5 separate regions of the Mus musculus genome follow, and regions 2, 3, 4 and 5 are each linked to region 1. Evidence: chromatin contacts called from public Hi-C, HiChIP or PLAC-seq and promoter capture Hi-C data. All regions are on one chromosome and are shown on one strand. The core of a region is the stretch at or near the end of the contact, and the rest is flanking DNA. Distances in the headings are between cores, read along the strand shown.

Region 1 (2,729 bases), core at 116-2,615:
GAAGAAGAAAAAAAAATCAAACTTGCTGAATTAGCTTAGGAGTCAGCGGGATCTGCAAATAAAGTGTTCTTGGGACATTTTTTTTTATTTTGTCATGTTCCGAAGTCCCTCAACTACCGAAGGCATGGAATGCGGCTCGGAACTTGACAATTCTGCCTCCTTCATACACTTTTTTAAAGCTGTAAAAAAGTGCCGAGGGCCGCTTTCGGATTAGTTGGCAGTATTTTCGGCGTGGCTGCGTGTTTTTGTGCATTCATACAAATACCTCTAACAGACACACTCGCACAACATCTATCTACACACAGCCATATCTCAGCACGGGCGATCACACTTTCGATAACAACGCTTCTTTAAATTTTACTCCTCCGCCATAGAGTTGTTTGTCAAAATGAGAAAAGAAACAACATTTTAGAAGAAAGCGCTGTGGTGATTCGGTTCCCATTGTTTCCCCCTGCGAGAGGGAGGGAAAAAAAAAAAAACAAGAAAGGCAAAGAAAAGCCTCCATCTCACCTGGCCTGCGCTTCATCCAAACTCTGGTCTGTGATGGTCATAATTTGCTGTAAAATGTCCCCGATGTCCTGCTTCCTCCCGCCCTCCCCCTCGGTCCCTCCGGCCCCATCCTGCAAGTGCTGGGACAGGCCGGGGTGTCCGGCCATCCCGACCCCAGCGTGGGAATGCATCAGCCTCGGCTGCTCGTCCATCTCTGAAGGCTCCGGCAGCCCCGGCTCTTCCTCTTCGGCTCCTCGGATCGGCGCCTGGGAAGCACCGAGGCTTTTTATCCTTCAAGCTGTCTTCAAATCCTTTTCAGGATAAACAGGGACCAGGGTTTTAAAAAAAGAAGAAGAAGACCAAAAGGGGAAAAAAAAAATCTCTTTGCCTCTTTAGAGGATGGTGGGAGGATGGGGAGGGGGAGGGGGGCGTGAAGGGGTTGCGGGGTGAGGGTGGGGATAAGGGCTGGTGGGGAAGGGTGTTGACTCCAAAAAAGCAAGAAAAATAAACCACCTTCCCACTTGGCGAAAAGAAATCAGAGCCGCCTTTGGGTTTTTCAGTCCGATCTCCTTTGCAAGGCAGAAATGGGCTCCCGGCGCTTAAATCTGTGGCTTAATCCTTTTGCAAATATGCATTGATCGGGAGAAAGGAGAGGAAGGCAGGGGGATTGCAATGCAAACTTTCCCCCCCACCCCCCGCTGCCCCCCACCCCCACTCCGGGCCAGAGTGATCTCAAAGGGGGTGGGCTGTAGCAGAAGCCAGATCACCCCCAGCCGTGGCGGCAGGCAAAGCCCAAGCTCTTTCCTCCTCCGTGTCTCTGCAAACTCCAGCAGCCCCGTCAGCCTCCTGCTTTTGTTTAGCCCAGGCTCAGGACTCCAGAAACATATACAGAAAAACCACAGCCTGAGAGGAGGAGGAGGAGGAGGAGGAGAAGGAGGAGGAGGAGGTGGAGGAGGAGAAGGAGGAGGAGGAGGAGAAGGAGGAGGAGGAGGAGAAGGAGGAGAGGGGAGGGGGCCGAGGGAAGGGGGGAGGGAGCGGAGAGGCCAGGAGGCGGGGGTCAGAGGAGGGAGGAGGGCTCTTGAGCCCCGCCCCCTTCTATGATTGGCTAGTCCTGAAAGTGGGCTCCTCCTCCCCCTACTTTCCACCCAGCGTCTCCTCCTCGGCCTCCTTCAGCTCCTCCTAGCCCGGGAGTCTTGTCAATCAGAGTTCAGAGGTGGGCCGGGAAGGAGGCGGAGCTATGACCCAGTCTCCAGTTCTTAAAGGCGCAGAGAGACCTTAGCTTCAGCTCTTGTCTGCTTCTCTTAGGCTCCGTCCTTGAGGGAAACGTGGCTCCACTTAAACGCAAGACTGTAAAATTAACACGAAAGCACACAGACGGTGTGGATCCCTCCGCCCCACCCCTCGTTCGTCTACGCGGTGACGCTGCGGTAGTAAACTTGATTCTCTGAAATCCTTAGACCTCAGGGAAACTGTTGAAAGCAAAACTTTGTTATATGACGTAGTTAGTAAATAAAATCGGGCTGCTAAGATAATGAATAATAGATCAAAGTCTAGGTAGTGGATAATTTGCAAATCCTCAACTCTATGCCAGCAAAGAGAATATAAATTGTCATTTTTGTGGCATAAACAGTAGCTGAAGTGTGGACTTTGAGGAATAAAACTCGAGAAAAATACTAATAAATAAGTTTACCAAAAAAACCGAATTCAACATTTCTCTTCCCCCTGAGGGAAGTTGGTTATTTGGCTTAAACACTTAATAAGGGATTGCATTATCACAGTCTGGTTCTAGTTTTTAATATAGTCTAATAAGCATTAATAACAGGGAGAAGAAGGAAACTGACATTTATTGAATGCCTACTATGCACAAAGTAATTTACTTGAGTTATTGTATTTAATCCCCAAGACATCTCTGTGAATTATGGATTATTATTCTCATTTCACAGAGAGGAAACTCAAAAAGGTTAAAGAATTTGTTCAAAGTCCATAGTTATAAAGTATCAAAGCTAGAATTCATACCCAAGTTTGGGTGGATTCTTAGCAGGCCTCACACTTAACAGCTCCATGTGAATGTGGTAAAAGTTACTTGCATGTCTGTTGCTTGTCTAGCTTGCAAACAGACTTAAGACTTAGAAGAACAGATCTTAAAACAAGAAGGCTGGGATTAGAAGTAAAAGGAAGTAAATGAATTAAGAGAAGCCAATAAGGAGTTAGAGCCGGGGTAAATCCACACATTTACCTTT
Region 2 (2,729 bases), core at 125-2,624, 1.7 Mb after region 1:
TAACACACCTGGATCAACATACCCAACAAACCATTATCAAACATGCCTTTATTAGAATTTAAATGCCACATTAAGGACGTCCAGTATTTCCCAATTCCACCCCCACCTCTGCTGCTATATGTCCTCAGGGTGGGTTAGTAAATCGCTTTGGGGGGTGGGGGTGGGGTGGGGGGGACACATGGAGCCAGGCAGTGGCGGTACATATCTTTAAGGTAAATGGATCTCTGAATTCTGGGCCAGCCAGGTCTACAGAGTGAGTTCCAACAACCAAAGCTACACAGAGAAACCCTGTCTCGGAAACAAACAAACAAACAAACGAAACAGGAAAAAAGAGGGGAGGGGAGGGGCTGGGGTGGGGGTGGGGAGGAATGGTACTGAGACTGACTTGAGTCCTAACCACTAACTAACAGGACAGACTATGAAGTCTTTTCCCTCAGCCAAGTGAGTCAACTAATAACGAAATGGATAAATGCTTTTGGTTTGCTGCAAACTCTTGGATCCAAGCCCAGTGAACTTCACCTCCAAGTCCTTAAACTTGTGCCTCTCATAAATGCATGATCATTACCATCGGATATCAGATCTCATAGTATGCCGATGAAGGCCAGTCAGCCTTCACACCAAACTTTTAAAAAATCTTCTAGAGCATATGTGTGCTCTCAGCCTCACCGTTCCTCCAGTCCAACTGAGGGGAAAACCCTGAAATCTGAACCTCTCTCACTATCAGTATCAAGCGAAGGCAAGCGGGTCCTGTGCTAGTCACATCCCCCATTGGGATCCACTGTCCTGGTCGGAACTATCAATTCTTACCCTCGTGGGTTCAAAACACCCCAACGCGCTTTCCCAACAGTAACAGCGATCACTTATTCCCACCGGTGAACCCCAGAAGTGGCACAACTATGCCCGGGCCCTAGCCTGAAACCCTCCTGGCTCCTCTTCCCCCAACTCAAAAACAGCGCTGACAAGCGCCGGGAACTCCATCATCACCCAAGCCTCCTCCCTCAGGTCTCCCCCAAGACCCTCCGCGCGCGCATCCCCGCCCCGCCGCGACACAGCCCACGCCTCTCCGGAGCTCCGAGCAGCGGACGCCGAGCAAGGTGCGGCAACGCGTAGCCGGGTCCCCGCGCTAGGCATGGGAGCGCGCGCGTGAAGGGGGTCCCTACCTCCCTCGACAATCCCGCGGCTCCTTCGGCTCGGCTACTCGCCCGTGTCCCGCGCCCGCCTGGAATATATACTGTCATCCGAGGGGCCGGGGCGGCGGGGCGGGCCACGAGCAGCGGCCGAGGGGAGCGCGGGCCCCGGCCACCCGGCCCCTCCCGCCGCGGTGAGTGGCTGCGGCCCAGGGGCGGAGCGGAAGCCTGCCGGCCCGACACGTCAGCGACCGAGAACAGCCAAAGGGGCGGGCACCGGCGACAGGAAGGAGGAGCCTCTTTACGTCACTCAGACTCTTGCCCAATAGGATGGCCAAGGATCCTGTCAGTCTGTGGTACCGCCCCCCACGCACTAGCAGGGGCGGGGCCGGCTACGCGCGCGGCTTCGCGGGGAGGTGAGGCCAGGCGCCACCTTAAGGACAAACTGCAGGGCGGGTCCTCTCGGTCACCCGGGGCGGATCAGAGCGCCTGGTAGGGAGCGCGGCGCTGGCAGTGAGTCTTCAAGTGACGGATTTCCGAACGCCCACGGGTGTGGTTGGGAAAGACCCGCCGGTTTCTAGGCAGAGATCCCTCCAAGGCAGGCCTGTGACCTTAAGCTAGCTGATTTTGTCTCTAATTCTCCACATACCTGTTTGCCAGTGACCCGGGCTTCCTCTGCCATTGTCTTCGGAGTCTCTTGGGTGTCGACACAGCCGGGTTGCCTTTTGCACAGCGACTAGTGAACGAAATGCAATCAAAAGGGATTAGATGACCCGAGGCCATGCAAAATGTGCCAGTCAGGGAGAACCGGCCCAGAGAGCAAGAACTTAGCTAGGAGAGGAGAGCTAAAATTCAACTGTCCTGTTACAGCATAGGCAGCAGATGTGCATGTGCAGGCTATAATCTCAGTGTTATGAAGTTGCATTTATATTTAGAGCTATTATGTTGGGTTTTTGCAGGTTTTGAAACGAGAGTCCAATTTGTTGAGATGTCAAAAGCAACTAAATTTAACATATCAGGATGTTTTCCATCAGGTGGATAGGCTTCCTCATTTTACATTTTCAGTGTTTTCTTAGTCATTCTTGCGTATTCATTTTTAATCCAGACTTTACTATCAATTTATGTCATTTAGAAATATCATTTAACAAGGGGTATCATTTGTAAATAAAAACGTAGTTGCCCATCTGTTAAGGCACCTTTGTGGCTTTGAGAGATTAGATGGATAAACAGCTTGGTGGAACAGGATCAAGGAAGGACATGATATATTATTAGCAGTATTTGCTTGGCCTTAGCCTTGCATGCTCTCTGGAATCCTGTCAGAACGCCACGTCGCCTGAGAAGCTGTAAATGGCACCCACAGTGCTGTTGATAGTGGTAGGTGTGCCTTCCTGGAGCAAGACTAACAACACGGGTGTGTTCTCTAGTTTTCATACTTCCAGCTTGGAAAGTACCGAGTCTTAAGTGAAGAATTCAGAGCCTGCCCACAATGGGGTTGCCCAGAATCTCTTGACCTTCTTTATGTGTGCAAGTCCCTGGGGTAGAAGCATTCTCTTAGAAAGAAATTGGCGGCTACAGCAGTCAATAAAGAGCATATTGTCCAAA
Region 3 (2,729 bases), core at 105-2,604, 1.5 Mb after region 1:
GAGGTTTTGGTTTGGGTTTTTGTTTTTTGGGGTTTTTTTTTTGCTTTGTTTTGTTTTGTTTTCAGGAGAATACACAGTAGCACAGCTTGAAGTTAAATCCCTGTCAACTACTAAGTCACAGCAGAATAGCCAAGAGTTTAAAAAAAAAAAAAGCCCTCAATACAAGTAGACAGAAAGCAGAATCAGCAAGCAGATAGAGCCGAAGACAAAGAAGCAGGAAAGAGCAGAGCTAGGAGGCTTCAGATGCACTGGGTCACAAAGAGTGATATGAAGGTCGCAGCAGATGGGGCCCACTGCTGGTAGCGAGGCCATTCTGGGTAACAGTAAGTTCTCATGCAGACTGCCAGCAAAGGGAGCTCCAAAGTGAGTCTGGAATCCACAGAATCTGGCGGCCCTGCCAGCAAAGTACCAAGCAGATACCGGCCTATTCATCCTTACTTTAAATACCAACTTTAGTATAAGTTGCACACACCACAGTATATCAAAATCACACCAATTCAGGTCTGACTTCTACAGGCACTTTCCACTCGAGAACGGCCAAAACCCAGCTGACCTAAAGGAGAGCGCACACTAACAAAAAGCCCAAGACAGACCCCTCCACTGGTTTAGTTAATATAGATGTGATTGGGTCACTGAAACAGGCTTAAGTGGCATTTAACAAATCCTGTATTAATTCCTCAAAAAATAGCAATGTAACCAATTGGGGGTAGGAGGGGAGTTGGTTGGGTCCATCCTCCACACATTCTTCATCAACAAATGATAAGTAGGTCAAGGGTCAAATGGGCAAGCCTGGAATAACTTTGCTGGCATCTGCATCAGGATAAGCCTTAGTTGCTAGACTGGTCGTTCTGTAGGTTCCTGGAAAGAGTATATGAAAACATGCTGCAGGAGTGAAATTTCCTCATTGTCCTAAAGTTCATGGATGCTGACATTTAAACACCCCGAGTGTTTAGGTTTAAAGTGAACTGTGGGCACCTACAATTAACTACTCTCGGAGACTGACGGTCCCTAGAGAACAACTGTCCAGCATCACTGCCAGGCTGACCAGTCACTGGCGGTTTAGCTTTCCTTTCCACTGTCATGTTTAATTCAAAGCGCCAGCCACCGAGCACCGAGCACCAAGCGAGGCAGGCATGACCACACCTCTTGGAAAGCCAGGGAACGGGGTCTCTGCGGACCCCATCGAAGTGAATCACCGACCTGCGCTTCCCCCCGCATAGACTCCGGGGTTCCATAGGAGGTCTCACCTGCTCGCCCCGGTGATCAAAACCACCTTCCGCATCTTCCACGCCCTGCACCGAAGTAGAACTGCACCGGGGTTCTCTTAGCCTGAACCTTGATCCGTGACCACGCGCACCTCGACCAATCAAGGCTCGGCCCGGCTCCACCTCTCCTGCGTCATCCGGTCCGCGCGTTAGGCCCGCCAATCGCGACTCGGCATCTTCTCTCCACGCCCAGACCGGGTGAGGTGAGATAGGCCGAGGGGCGGAGCCACGTGACACAAGGGTCCTATAGCCAATCCAGGCAGTCGCCGCCCCCAGTCTGCGGCGGGGGCTTTGTTCTGAGTGAAGCAAGCGGGCGGCAGAGCTGGAGGTTTCACAAGGCTGCTGGGAGAGGCTTCGGTGCAGGAACCCAAGTCCAAGTTTGCTTCTTAGGATGTGTAAAGCATGGTCTTTAAGAAAGAGAACCTGGATTTCATTGAATTGTATTTATGTCGAATCACGAGTAAGTTAGCAATTTCAAGCTCTGAATGTGGAATGAAACCAGAGAATCTCAGAACGCTAAAGGAATGCGTACTGTCATCTCCTTCAGACCTCTCAGGTCGCTGTAATGAGCTTTATTTTCTCACTCTCTCTGCCTCTCTCTCTCTCTCTCTCTCTCTCTCTCGCTCGCTCGCTCTTTTTTTTTTTTTTTTTTTGTCTCCAAGCCATCCCAGATGAGTACTTTGGAGGGAGCAGAACTAGGTAATCAGGGAGGGGCAAATGCATACATTAAAACTCCCTTTTTTTATTAAGTTCAATTCGCATAAAAATACCCTGCGCAGCTGTTATAATCGTTATCCCAGCTTTCGCTACTTACAGATGATTAATATTGAGTGAAAGGACTAATACTCATATGATTGAACAAACTATTCCTCTTTCAGAGCTGTAATTACTAGGGATAGCCGTGATCCTAAATGATAACGTCTTTTCTGGGCTTTAATCTATATGTTTTGATTAATGATACCAACAAACTGCTAAAACTTAAGAAAACTGGTTGATCATTTCAACTGTTCTTAAAAGACAGTAACTTAACAAATTTTCTAAAGCCTTGAAGTGGAAAAAAAAAAAAATCCCTGATCTTGAGATTCCATACCCAAATGATCCTTTTTAAACCCTGGAGTTCAGAAGTGGCAGCAAAAGAACAGAGAAAACTGTGTGGCTCTCCCAAAGAAAGCTCACTTTTTAAAAAGAAATTGGAGAGCCTGGTGGGTGGGTTGGGTGGCAGACAGGTGTGTCCACACTGCACCCTAGGGTAGCATGAAAATGGCCCACCAGAAAACTGTAAACTTAATTAACATATTATGACGTTTATTTTGAGTTGTTTTTTTTTTTTTAAGTTCTCTTGTGCAATTATTAGCATGAACTCTGTGCATGAAAGCAACATCAGGAGTCTGCCTGGGTCCGAGAGGAGTTCAGCCTTACTACAGCCTCAGATGAGAACAGGAGTGGGACCAGCTCTGAGTTAGA
Region 4 (2,729 bases), core at 140-2,639, 1.5 Mb after region 1:
TAATTTGTAAAATAAAGGAGAGCTGATGATTGGGCAGATAAAAGGGAAGGTGGAGCAGAAGGTGAGGGAGAGAAGAAGGAGAAAATGGAAGAGGGAGAGGACACAGAGGAGGAGGAGGAAGAAGAAAAGCAGAGCAGAAGAACATGGCTTGGAGAAACTACAAGTTCTAAGGGGTCACATAGATGTGGAAGATGGTAGTGTAGGGGTTGATCTGCCCAATCTAGGTGCACAGCATGGATTCATATTAATTGAGTTGTGCTTTCATTGCCAGGGCATATTTGGGCTGGATATTTACCGCTTCATGGGGGCAACAAAGCTCTGTTGCTATGCACTTCACCAGGCCTGCCGATGGGGACTAGAGTGCCAGTTTCCCTTATGCGGCACCCCACTTTCTGTAGTAATTGTCTTGGAGATTGTGCCCTACTTGTTTAAATCCTGGAGAGGAAGAACTTGTGCATGGGAGAAGCACTGGCTGGGAAGGTATCATTTCCTACTTAGAGAACAATGACCCGCCCTCCCTCTCTCACCTCCCCAGTAATCTCTTTAGAATAGTTTGTTTGCCGGGTGGTGATTGTGGGTAGTAGGGGCTGCTTAGCTGCCTTTCATAAACTGGGATTACTGGGCCCCAGTGTTGGCAGCTGTCTTTAGACTGTGGAATCTTACTGCCTCTCATTCTCAGAAGGATCCCCAAGGAAACAGTTAGAGTCCCATCCAGTATCTTCGTCTATAACCCATAGCTCAACTCTATTCTCTGCTGCAGCTCTCCAAACGTGAAGACAAAAGTTGATTCAAAAATATATATCACTTCATCTCGTGCTGTGTCCAAGCCTTTGAAAATCTAAATAAACTTTGAAATGCACCGAACAAGGCTGGAAGACTGGAAACACCCAGCGTGGAGCGCAATAACGTAGAATAAGCAAATTCAATGCCTTTCTGTGCAAAATGTGCCCAGTCATGAATGGGAAGGCAGGGTGCTTTCTTTTGGTTTCCAAGAAGCCAGAAAAGGGGTGGGAGATGGGGCGGGAGGAGGGGCAGGGGCAGGGGAGGTAGAAGCGAAGCAGAGGGAGGTGGAAGAGAAGAGACTGGTTACAAACAGTGAGGGACTCTTGGCTTTCATTCTTGGCTCCCATGGACACGGCCTAGGAGCACCGCAGGCCTCCCTGGGGAGGGCTGGAAGTTGGCAAGCTTCCTTTATCCTCAAAACAAGTTAGAGATGTGGCCTCTTCAAGAGCAAATGGGACCCAAGGCTCGAGGAGTCGACGGCATTCCTAACCAGGGGTCGCAGGAGGAAAGGACAGAGCTTTCGAGTGTAACTAACCTTCTCCTGGCCCCGCCCCCTTCCAGCCCCCTTCCCCACCCTCACCCCCCTTTACACAGGCTCACACGCTTAGTGAAGAAAACAAGCTTGGAGCCAAAGAAACAAAGATTTTCCTGGTGAGGAGCTGGGTTTGCAGGTAAGTGCTACCCCCTGTATTTTTGGGTGAAGCTTTAATCTATACTTCAGAATCTAAATCAAACTGACTCGAATTCGGCTCTTAAATTAGAGCTGCCTTGTGTCTGGCCTTAGCCCCACCCCACCCCCTTTTTTGACATTTCAATTTTTTTTTCTTATTCACTTTACATTCCACTCACTGATCCCCCTTCCCTCTCACCTCCTCCCACAATCCTTCCTTCCTTACCCCCTTCTCCTCTGAGTGAGTAACCCCCTCCACCCTCTTCCCCCTACCCTGGCACTTCAAGTCTCTGAGAGGCTAAGCGCCTCCTCTCCCACTGAGGCATCCCAGCTGAAAGAGCACATCCCACATACAGGCAACACCTCTTGGGACAGTCCCCCGCTCCAGTTGTTTGGGACCCACATAAAAACCAAGCTGTACACCTGTTATATATGTGCAGAGTCCTGGTCCAGCCCATTTACGGTCTTTGATTGGCCGTTCAGTCTGGGAGAGTCTTGAGGGTGCAGGTTAGTTGATTCTGTTCATCTTCCTGTGGAGTTCTTATCACCTTAGTGGCTGTAAACCTTCCTCCTATTCTTCCATAAGAGTCCCCAAGCGCCATCCACTGCTTGGCTGTGGGTGGATGCCCTTCTTTAATGCTAATCTTTTCCTGAACTACTACCACCAATACCTAAGGGAGAGCACCTGACCTGACTGACCACTATCCCGCATGCATTCTGTGTTGTAGCCCTGAGGTGAGTATTGGCAGGGACTCTCGTTCCTTCCTGAGAGTGCTACTGGAGTTAAGAAGGTAGAGGTGTGGGTTTGGATGTGGAGACTTCATCTGACTAGGCAGTTTAAGATTTAATAAAATTAGATTTCAAACTAATCAGTGACCAATGACCAGAAGCCACCATGCTGACCTTGTTCTTTCAGGTTATCTGTGGTCCCTGGAGGACACTGGCTTTACTGTCACCCACGCGTGAGGAAGATGGACAGAAGCATGGTGAAGGGACCTCTGTATAAGCAGTTTGACTTGGAGAGAAAGAGTGCCAGGCAAGCAGAAGCCAGACTCAGCCTTAGACTGCAAAGGCTGGAGATCATCTGCCTCTATCACGTGAAATCGCTAGCCAGGGAGCAGAGACAGCTTCAGAAAGAACTGCAGCGCCTGCAGCAAGGTGAGGCTCTGTCATGAGTGGCAATGGGCCCCCACTTCCAGTCCTAAGGAGTAATTTACTGGGGGAGGTGGGGGAGGGCACAGCCCCCGCCTCACGGTGGGATGCTCATTAACATTAT
Region 5 (2,729 bases), core at 168-2,667, 1.1 Mb after region 1:
CTTCTAGCCCACCAGTTTCTCATTGTTTCTCCTTCCTTAAGAAAGTTCTGCCATGAGCTGGTGAGATGGCTCAGAGGTTAAGACACTGCTCTTTCAGAGGTCATGAGTTCAAATCCCAGCAACCACTTAGTGGCTCACAATCATCTGTAATGAGAAAACAAATAAAGAACCTATGAGCTGGAACAGCTGGGACAAGTAGAGTCAGAGCAAAAGGGTGGAAGGGAAGGGTGGGGGTGGAAGAAGGCTCTGCCAATTAATGCAAAGGCTCTAACACTTAATGTTTATGTTGAGTGGGAAAACCCCAACTCTCAGGAAGAGCTGTGTGAGCCTACACTTATTTCCTTCTCCAGCTGTCTGTGGTTTATATAATTACGAGAGGAGAAAAGCTGAAGGAGTAGGAAGACGTGATGTCTCCAGCTCCATTGGATGTCTGCATTTCACCTGGTAAGCAACAGCTAAAGTCTTTTCAAGGATTGTAGGGTCTCTTTTTTTCTTTCTTCCTTTCATTCTCTCGTTTTTATCTTTATTTTGTTGTTTGAGACAAAACCGCATGTAGCTGGCCTCAAAGTTAGTGTGTAGCCAAGGCTGGCCTTGAACTCCTGATCTTCCTGCCTCCACTTTGCAGGAGCAGGGATTCCAGATGTGTGCCACATGGCCAGCTTATGAAGCCCATCTTTAGAAACAGCATGGGATGCTTAAGAGGCAAAGGAGAAGGTGAAGACATGTGCCTGCAGCAGCCAGAGTTATGTCAGAACAAAGACCGAATTCAAGCTCTCCCGGGTGAGCCCCAGCTGGGGTCTCTTTCTTCACTATCCCAGCATGCTTAGGGTTGGGAAGTCACTAGATGAATGTCATTATCTTCTCAGTGGTTGTACAGAGTTGTATGTAGCATAAGCAGAGAGGAATAAGAAAATTTAATTTGCTAATTAACACACTTGGGCTGTCTGCAGCTACCCAGTCCAAGTGCAACAGGGCTTCTTTAAAGAATTAGAAAGTATAAGAAAATGACTTATGGAAATGAAAGTTTATTTCCAAAGTTTATTTCGATATATCAATTGGAGTCGCCATAGACATAGAATTTGGTAACTCACCTTCAATGCCTTCTCATTAAGAAGCTAGAGGGAAAAGCTTGGAGAGGCCAAGAGAGCAAAGTCTCTTCTGTAGAGGCAGCCAGATGTTTCCTCTTCTGCCGAGTCCTGTCTAATCTTAGCCACCTGCTCACTCGTTACGAGGCACAGGGACTCTTGCTTTCCCATTGCCTGCATAGAATGCTGATTCTGTACAACAGAGTCACTGTTACTCAGTTAAAATCGTCTTAGATCCATAAAAACCAGTTCATTGTATGTGAGCTTTCCTCCCTGAGTGTGTTCCAAGAGTGCCCCTCAGGACGTCTCTTCCTTCCAGTGCATTCTGCCAAATGCGTGCTAATTACCTCTCTCCCTAGGAAGAGCCTCTCTGTTTGTCTGTTTGGTGCCACAACTCAGACTTGCTGGATTGTGTCCATGCTCAGGCGACAGCGGGGCATTTAGCCATTCTCTCAAGAAGATGTGCTTATTGCAATTGGACTGGAAAATAAATTCCTCACACAGCATTGAAACACTCCTCAGTTTATTTTTTTCTTTCTTCCATGAATCATTCCCAAGCTCCTATTATGCGCCAGGCACCAGATTTGGCTCTGGGATTATAAGGCTCAACCAAAGACTTGGCTCCTGTGGAAGCTACTTACTCATTCAGCAAATCCAATAGTGGAGGACAATAGGAGGTGTGGTAAGTGGTATGTGATGACGTCACAGCCAGTCAGCATAGATGAGCATAGAGATGGCTTCTGGAGAAATCATACTTAAACTACAGAGTAGTGAGCAAGAAAGAAAACTGAGTGGAGTGTGTGTATGTATGTATGTATGTGTGTGTGTGTATATGTATGTATATATATACATGTATGTATGTATATATATATATATATACATATATATATATTTGTGTATGTGATGACATGTTTATGTGTGTGTATGTGTTTGTGTTGTATAAATGTATGCATATATTTGTGTGTGCATATGTATTGAGATATGTATATATATCATAAGATATATATGTGTACGTATATATCATAAGGAAAATAATAAAACTCAAAACTCAGATACATGGATATTTAAGGAGATTGTGGAGACCTAAGTGCATTCGACTTTTTGTCCCGTGACAGATAGTTGGGAGAAATAATTTAAAAGGGAGAAAGATCTATTCTGGCTCCAGTTTCAGTCCACCATGATCAGTGGCTGGGTAGCTTTTTCTATGGGAAAGCAGCAGGCATACATTCTGCAGGATACTGGTTTGAAGGCTGACCCCTGCTGTGACAGTACTCATCAAGATGCATTGCCCAGCAGAAACTAGCACCTTCCACTGACTACTTCTACTAAGCTCAGAGCATCTTTCTTCCCAGGGAGTGCATTCAGAGGAGGAGGTATCTGTCTTCAGCACCTGGTTCATTTGATATGAGATCTAAACTGAGTAATGGAAATCACTTTAATTCCTCCCAAGTCCTAGGCCTATTCTGTAAGCCATCCTGTGCTGAAGTTCAAGAACCCACATAACGGGTGGCTAACACTTCTTGTTTTAAGACGTTAAGCAACAAGTTAACCGCACATTTTATCTACTACAAAAAATGATTCTGAAGATTTTCCAGTTTCTTTCTAAATCAGGCTTGAGGGTGAGTTCCACCAGCTCTAAGGTTC

Evidence for each region. Promoter capture Hi-C pulls out the DNA fragments that hold promoters and counts their contacts. A called contact is a pair of places that touch in the nucleus more often than the background predicts. HiChIP or PLAC-seq counts read pairs in DNA pulled down with a chosen protein or histone mark.
Region 2: a Hi-C map of LSK cells shows a contact between it and region 1, with 9 times the contacts expected there. The contact joins the promoter of Uap1 here to the promoter of Pbx1 in region 1. A contact is called at or near these places in 5 of 39 promoter capture datasets (embryonic stem cells, hippocampal neurons, liver and 2 more), 2 of 484 Hi-C or Micro-C datasets (LSK cells and pro-B cells) and 1 of 115 datasets of contacts at active chromatin or transcription factors (pro-B cells).
Region 3: a Hi-C map of LSK cells shows a contact between it and region 1, with 4 times the contacts expected there. The contact joins the promoter of Hsd17b7 here to the promoter of Pbx1 in region 1. A contact is called at or near these places in 3 of 39 promoter capture datasets (embryonic stem cells, liver and pre-B cells), 2 of 484 Hi-C or Micro-C datasets (LSK cells and macrophages) and 1 of 9 other capture datasets (adipose tissue).
Region 4: a promoter capture Hi-C map of hippocampal neurons shows a contact between it and region 1, with 16 times the contacts expected there. The contact joins the promoter of Ccdc190 here to the promoter of Pbx1 in region 1. A contact is called at or near these places in 3 of 39 promoter capture datasets (embryonic stem cells, hippocampal neurons and pre-B cells), 3 of 484 Hi-C or Micro-C datasets (cerebral cortex and cortical neurons), 6 of 115 datasets of contacts at active chromatin or transcription factors (the NIH/3T3 cell line, astrocytes, embryonic stem cells and 2 more) and 2 of 9 other capture datasets (adipose tissue and embryonic stem cells).
Region 5: an H3K4me3 HiChIP or PLAC-seq map of neural progenitor cells shows a contact between it and region 1, with 11 times the contacts expected there. The contact joins the enhancer-like site here to the promoter of Pbx1 in region 1. A contact is called at or near these places in 6 of 39 promoter capture datasets (embryonic stem cells, liver, maxillary cranial neural crest and 2 more) and 9 of 115 datasets of contacts at active chromatin or transcription factors (SST interneurons, bone marrow-derived macrophages, craniofacial prominence and 5 more).

Annotation. Positions count from the first base shown.
Region 1 is chr1:168,430,804-168,433,532 of GRCm38.p6, forward strand. It overlaps Pbx1 (pre B cell leukemia homeobox 1), which reads right to left and starts at 1,366. Exons shown (of 9, transcript NM_183355.3): 1 at 511-1,366. The coding sequence starts at 701.
Region 2 is chr1:170,173,590-170,176,318 of GRCm38.p6, forward strand. Uap1 (UDP-N-acetylglucosamine pyrophosphorylase 1) reads right to left here and starts at 1,375. Exons shown (of 11, transcript NM_001305045.1): 1 at 1,161-1,375.
Region 3 is chr1:169,967,851-169,970,579 of GRCm38.p6, forward strand. It overlaps Hsd17b7 (hydroxysteroid (17-beta) dehydrogenase 7), which reads right to left and starts at 1,355. Exons shown (of 9, transcript NM_010476.3): 1 at 1,248-1,355. The coding sequence starts at 1,282. 3110045C21Rik (RIKEN cDNA 3110045C21 gene) reads left to right here and starts at 1,559. Exons shown (of 3, transcript NR_040438.1): 1 at 1,559-1,725; 2 at 2,600-2,729.
Region 4 is chr1:169,927,550-169,930,278 of GRCm38.p6, forward strand. Ccdc190 (coiled-coil domain containing 190) reads left to right here and starts at 1,390. Exons shown (of 4, transcript NM_001033185.2): 1 at 1,390-1,454; 2 at 2,370-2,611. The coding sequence starts at 2,425. Gm39699 (a long non-coding RNA gene) reads left to right here. Exons shown (of 3, transcript XR_865723.1): 2 at 272-480; 3 at 761-1,039.
Region 5 is chr1:169,484,069-169,486,797 of GRCm38.p6, forward strand. No RefSeq gene overlaps it. Among named protein-coding and RNA genes, the nearest start is that of Gm34535, 22 kb to the left of the region's middle. Within about 2 kb of position 1,418, at least 49 of the 459 cell types and tissues checked have an H3K27ac peak or open chromatin away from gene starts, as enhancers often do. A contact at or near this core is called in SST interneurons, neural progenitor cells and stem cell-derived neural progenitor cells, where this site is marked.